2 separate regions of the Mus musculus genome follow, and region 1 is linked to region 2. The links are chromatin contacts, called in public promoter capture Hi-C maps. All regions are on one chromosome and are shown on one strand. Each heading gives the region's core, a stretch centred on a gene start, on an enhancer-like site or on the middle of the called end of the contact. The rest is flanking DNA. Distances are from core to core; before and after follow the strand shown. Region 1 holds the start of Adam5 (a disintegrin and metallopeptidase domain 5). Region 2 holds the start of Ido1 (indoleamine 2,3-dioxygenase 1).

Region 1 (3,418 bases), core at 405-2,904, 230 kb before region 2:
TGAGACCCCAGCCCCAAGGAGGAGCTTCCAGGGCAGATCTACTTTTATCCAACAAGGCCTTGTGTTCACAGTGTGGTGTTTTCAGCAATAGGATTCTGTCTTCAAATCCTGTAAGGCAACCAAGGGCTTGGGCCCACTTGACCAAAAACTGCAAAGGATTCTCCATTGCATGATATTAGGATTTTTGGTAGATTGTCTGTATCTCTTGAGGAAAGCATTATCACTCACTGTGATATAACTCCACTAAAAATAGAAAAAAATCTAAATATGCATATATGATATGTATTTTTAAGTTAGTATATAAAATGTCTCCTGTAGCTTTAAAAATATTCTTTTTCTTTTTCCTATGACACATCAATAGCTCATTACTTTATTTTGTATATTAACATGTGGTCCAGGTTGAGCTGCTAAGTGCAAAAGACAATAGAGGAGAAAGGAACTTCAAGCTCGTGAAAGGGCTACAGGGTAACACATAGAGTAAGTTCTACTCCACCCTCCTCCCTACTTCAGATTGCATGAGCGTCCGCTACGTTCATGAGATAAATATTAGTGCCCAGACTGCACAACTCATGGAAAGACTGAGACCATTGAGCCATACTCTTAAAGGAGATGATGAAACTCTAACACTGCCCTGCCTTTCCCTCTGCTTCCTGCTCCCACTAACTTTCTACCATGGTGGCCCAAAACAACACTGCAAGCCTCCATAGGAGAGAATCTCCAAAACGAGAGAGAGAGAGAGAGAGAGAGAGAGAGAGAGAGAGAGAGAGAGAGAGACCAGAGAGAGAGAGAGACCAGAGAGAGAGAAACCAGAGAGAGAGAAACCAGAGAGAGAGAAACCAGAGAGAGAGAAACCAGAGAGAGAGAAACCAGGGAGAGAAACCAGAGAGAGAGAAACCAGAGAGAGAGAAACCAGAGAGAGAGAAACCAGAGAGAGAAACCAGAGAGAGAAACCAGAGAGAGAGAGAGAGAGAGAGAGAGAGAGAGAGAGAGAGAGAGAGAGAGAGACAGAGAGAGACAGAGACCTTTTCTCTTTTTAAGTTGATTGTTAGGGTGTTTCTTCCACTATCAGAACCCTGGCCAGTCCACTTTCAATATCCTAATCAATATATTCAAAATACTGTAGCGATAATTTCCAATTAAAGTGTATGTTTTCCATTCTGGAACTCTTACTGCCATTTCTTTCTCCTTTGAACCTCTATGGAACTTAAGTTCTGTCTTGAGTTCTCTATTTTCTGCTCTACTACACCTTTAATGGGCCACCAAAAAATAATAAAGCCTTAAATCAGAAAGAGATTTTTGAAAATATTCTTAATGTTATTTATCTTTCCTTTTGCCTCCTTTTCTCAGTTAAGTTTCTTGCCTCACCCTCTCATAGCAACTATGTCCCACCATCCCGCTCTCTGGGGCTCCTCCCCTCCTCTCTCCATGGCTGTTTTCCGTTTTCCTGGCTCTTGTAATTACTTCAGCTTATATATCCACACCTTTAAAAGACCAATACAAGGAGAAACGCAGGGCTGCAGAATTAGAGGGTGACAATATGATCTCGCAGAAAATGTTTTGAAAGTCTGTGCTTGACCAACGAGTGTTTTAGGGGGTGTCGTGTATGCAGCTATGAAAAACGATCAGCCATGTTAGCAACATTTTATTGTTCTCAATTCTGGGGACAGTACGCCGAAGTATCCTGGAAGATGCGTGGCTGCCGTCAGTAACCTGAATATTTTCGGATATCTTTTCCTCAGTGATGTGTAAATTTTTTTTAAAAGACATGATAAATGATACAAAGAAAATCCTTACCAGCTCTTCCTAGCCTGAAGAGTAAACCTGCAGGCATCCACCTTCCTTTTTACAGTTAGCAGGATGGTTGGTACCTGAATCTATGCATCTATCTCGTTCTCCAGCCCTTTCTGCTCTGGTTTCCCTAGCGACAACCCTGCAGGTTCAGGGCCCAGAGCTTCCGTTACTGGACACAACGCCCGCCCCGCCCAGCCTGTTGCTCCGCAGCAAAGCTCCAAGACCACCAAGGGAGCCATGTTCCTCCTTCTTTTGCTCTTTTTGCATCTTAAAGGGCTGCAGGCAGGCCAGAGTGAGTACAGAGATCAAAGCTGCTACAGGCTTCTAGCTTCTGGCTTTTGAGGGGCAGAGGCGAAGTCTGCAGCCCCCTGCTCACTGAATTAGCTTTGCTTTCCTTTTGCTCCCTTTTGGCTGCAAAGCATTCCCGGAGTGGGAATGCTTTCTTATCTGTAACTTAGATAACAACGAATGGTATCCGGGCTCCCAATTCTGTTACCATGTATGTAAATGGTAGTCTTGACTCAATTCATCACTACAAAGAAACTGACTTTTTTGTTTGTTTTGGTTTTTGTTTTTTTGTTTTGCTTTGTTTTCCGTTTAAATTCCTGGCTTGGCAACTGCTGCCCTCTAGAGTCTTTCTCGACTAATTTCTTTTAAAATTTTTAATTATTATTTTTTTTCATATTCTTTCCCCTCCCTCAGATCCTCAATACCGCCCTACCCACTCAACTTCTTCTTTTTTTAAATTGAAGTCTTGCTCTTGTTTGCATTGCTTATAATTTCACATATTGTAGAACTACAGAAAAATGACTTTAAAAACAGTGAATAAATACTATTCTTTTTTTTAATTAGATATTTTCTTCATTTACATTTTAAATGCTATCTCAAAGGTCCCCCAGACTCTCCCCCCTACCCCACTCCCCTACCCACCCACTCTCACTTCTTGGCCCTGTCGTTCCCCCATATTGAGGCTTATAAAGCTTGCAAGATCAAGGGGAATCTCTTCCCAATGATGGCTGACTAGGCCATCTTTTGATACATATGCAGCTAGAGGGGTACTGGTTAGTTCATATTGTTGTTCCACCTATAGGGTTCCAGACCACTTTAGCTCCTTGGGTACTTTCTCTAGCTCCTCCATTAGGGGCCCTGTGTTTCATCCAATAGCTGACTGTGAGCATCCACTTCTGTGTTTGCCAGGCCCTGGCATAGCCTCACAAGAGACAGCTATATCAGGGTCCTTTCAGCAAAACCTTGCTGGTGTATGCAATGGTGTCAGCATTTAGAGGCTGATTATGGGATGGATCCCCGGGTATGGAAGTCTCTAGATGGTCCATCCTTTCATCTCAGCTCCAAACTTTGTCTTTGTCCATGGGTGATTTGTTCCCAATTCTAAGAAGGGGCAAAGTGTCCACACTTTGGTCTTCATTCTTCTTGAATTTCATGTGTTTTGCAAATTGTATCTTGTATCTTGGGTATTCTAAGTTTCTGGGCTAATATCCACTTATCAGTGAGTACATATCATGTGAATTCTTTTGTGATTGGGTTACCTCACTCAGGATGATGCCCTCCAGGTCCATCCATTTGCCTAGGAATTTCATAAATTCATTCTTTTTAATAGCTGAGTAGT
Region 2 (3,219 bases), core at 18-2,517:
AGAGACAGCTATATCAGGGTCCTTTCAGCAAATGCTTGCTAGTGTATGCAATGGTGTCATCGTTTGGAGACTAATTATGGGATGGATCCCTGGATATGGCAGTCTCTAGATGGTCCATCCTTTTGTCTCACCTCCAAACTTTGTCTCTGTAACTCCTTTTATGGGTGATTGTTTCCAATTCTAAGAAGGGGCAAAGTGTCCACACTTTGGTCTTCGTTCTTCTTCAGTTTCATGTGTTTTACAAATTGGCGAGGCACTTTCTTAAAATTAATTAATTAATTAATTAATTAATTAAAAACCCATACAAAACAAAACAACAACAAACCCAAAATCCATTTCATCAAAGTGGACATAAACTTAGGAGTTCTCTGTACACCTTTACCAGAGTCTCAATTTTGTATTGCAAGGAATGTTTTTAGTTATTTGACGCTGCTCTTTACTTTTGAACACATTAGAGAATCTCCAGGTGGGCAGGGCTGAGAGCTTGTCAGGAGTCGGTCCCTGGCAGCCAGATAGAGTAGGAAAGGTGGACCACCTTCCAAGATATGGCTTACAAATCATGTGAAGAAGTGAACCCTCCATTAGCCTTAGCACAGACAAGAACCTAGGGAAGAAAACTAGGGGGAAGGGTCTGGTGATGATCCCCCTCTGTGCTACTTCTGAGGCTGACTCTCCTGTGTGTCCCAGGTTGTGTTTCAGAGCTGGAGAGACAAAACACTGACATTTAAAACAGGACATAAGTTCCCTCGTGTGAAAGCCAATAACGGACAGCTATTGCTAGTTCGGCTGTCTTTATTTTAAACCCAAACTCTGAACGTTTTCTAAAGCAAAATGCATTCTCCTGGTCACCTGTCCTCATGGTTCTTGTCATGTGAGTTGGGCACTTTGTGGCTTGAACACCCAATCCTCCTGCTGGGGTAACAGGTGGCCACCCAAACCACTGATGGGGTGGTTTCCAGGGCCGAGGCCTGAGTGTGCACTCGGTCACCATAATTGGCACTGGGAAGCTGAGGCCATCAGAGCCAACAGTTGATGTCCTTATGGGATAAATCTGATAAGAAACACAAATGTTTAGTTTCTTCATATGACGAAGAGAGATCCTTTGTGGTTTGGTTGTTTATCAAATTGCAAATACATAAAACAGAAAATGAAACTGTCCCAGGTGGAAGCCACTTCTCCCCGAGTATTACGTGTCAGCTGTGGGGTTTGGCTAAACCCTATAAGAGATGCTGGGACATTCCTTCAGTGGCCAAGTGGGGGGTCAGTGGAGTAGACAGCAATGGCACTCAGTAAAATATCTCCTACAGAAGGTTCTAGAAGGATCCTTGAAGACCACCACATAGATGAAGATGTGGGCTTTGCTCTACCACATCCACTGGTAAGAAAAGTGAAAATCTGCTTTGTCCTCATTATTTATCTCGACAGATGAATTTCTAAGTAAGCAGCTCTGTCTCAGGTTCTCTTAAGCGAATGAGTGATGTCAAATTCAGAGCCCACTTACAAAAAGGGAGCCTGGCTGCTCTTCAGTGTTTCTTCTTCTTCTTCTTCCTCAAAATCCAGCCCTTACTTTCTTAACCTGGAAATGTGAAGTGGTGAGGGAAGGGGCACATGAGAAGTCTTTTTAGTTTCGTGAAGGAAACGGGCTCATAGAAGGGAAGCCAGTTTGTCACAATGACTTTTCCAGCACGGTGTCCTGAAACAGCAACATTCAAATGCCCAGAGCCATAGAAACATTTCTCTTCTGAACCTTATCAAATGGATCGATCTGTGCTCCTCACTGATTTCAGTATATGAGATGATAGATCAAGCAACTTTTGTTTCATACTAATAATGCTTGTGGTTTGCCAAGCATAATCCAAAGGAAGGTATGAACAACCTTGATTGTGCTTTTGTGCAAGTTTTGGAATCCAAGTGCGGTGCATGTGGGGGAAATGCCTCGTGTCTCAACCAGGTACAGTGGGAAACAACTATAGTTCCATCACCCAGGAGTCAGAGGCAGGGGCATAGCCTCAAATTCAAGGCCAGACAGTCTTAAATAAAACAAAAGCTGAGAACGCACTGAACAAACAAAAATTATGTCATTAAATTGGACTGCAAAAACGCCACGCATACCAATTTATCATTCACATCTTCATTATCAACACTTACGGAAAATAGCAAAGAAGCAAAATACTCGTTTAGAGGTGCCCCATGCTCACCTAGTCTCACTAAGACCCGAACAGAGTAAGTAGTCAGTCGCACGTTTTGAGCTCGGGTGACTCTAGGACCCAGACGCAAAGAGCCATGGAGCCAGGAAGGCACAGATCTAGGGGCAGTGGGCTAGAGACTGGGATCAGATATGGAAAACCAAGGCAGTTCCCGGGAAGGCGAGGCACGGGTACACTGCAGAATTAAGGGTAGCAGCGAGCCTGTATCAGCTCGCCCAGCCGGGAGCGATCTGAAGCATGCACCCCGCAGTGCTCACGAGGAGCATCCTGCGCAGCTCCCATCCAATCCAGTGGCTTGCTGCTTGGGGCGGGACTACAGTTTAGCATGCAGCCTCAGGCTCTCCCGTCTTTGGGCACCAAGCCTGATATCCTTGCTACAAGTGTCCTGGCGCCTGCATCTTTGGGTGCCCTGGCGTGCCTGGTTTTGAGGTTTTCGTGTATCCGGTCACGAATGTGGAACTGACCACCTCAGGGTTTAGCGCTGCAGTTCTCAACCTTCTTAATGCTGAAACCTTTTCTAAAGTTCCTCATGTTGTGATGACCCCGGACGGTAAAATTATTTTCGTTGCTACGTCACAACTGTAATTTTGCTACTGTTTTGAATTGTAATGTAAGTATCTGTGTTTTCCGATGGTCTTAGGTAGTCCCAAAAAGAATGCAGCCTCAAAGGGGTCACGACCCACAGGTTGAGAAACACTGCTCTAACAGGAAGCAGCCCTAGGGGTGGGACATTAGGACAGCACTGGGTGTGGTTCCAAGTTCTGGAGTTCATCTGGGGACATTGCCTGCATCTATGTAGTATTTATTTGTGTCATGTGATAGTAAATATGAGATTCAGGAGATACCTTTATTTGGATTTCTTTTTCATTTGGGGTGGGGCTGAAGTTACGTATGGTAGAGGAAGTAGACACCACCTATATAGCAGTCCCCTCCGGCATCAATAGCTTCGCTTTTTTCTTTCTTTCTTTCTTTCTTTCTTTCTTTCTTTCTTTCTTTCTTTCTTTCTTTCTTT

Evidence for each region. Promoter capture Hi-C pulls out the DNA fragments that hold promoters and counts their contacts.
Region 1: a promoter capture Hi-C map of cranial neural crest shows a contact between it and region 2. The contact joins the promoter of Adam5 here to the promoter of Ido1 in region 2. A contact is called at or near these places in 8 of 39 promoter capture datasets (the 3T3-L1 cell line, 3T3-L1-derived adipocytes, cranial neural crest and 5 more) and 1 of 9 other capture datasets (adipose tissue).

What each region holds. Positions count from the first base shown.
Region 1 is chr8:24,822,605-24,826,022 of GRCm38.p6, reverse strand. It overlaps Adam5 (a disintegrin and metallopeptidase domain 5), which reads left to right and starts at 1,654. Exons shown (of 21, transcript NM_007401.3): 1 at 1,654-2,083. The coding sequence starts at 2,029.
Region 2 is chr8:24,595,000-24,598,218 of GRCm38.p6, reverse strand. Ido1 (indoleamine 2,3-dioxygenase 1) reads left to right here and starts at 1,267. Exons shown (of 10, transcript NM_008324.2): 1 at 1,267-1,378. The coding sequence starts at 1,280. It overlaps Gm51565 (a long non-coding RNA gene), which reads right to left and starts at 2,608. Exons shown (of 2, transcript XR_003947523.1): 1 at 2,199-2,608; 2 at 775-1,576.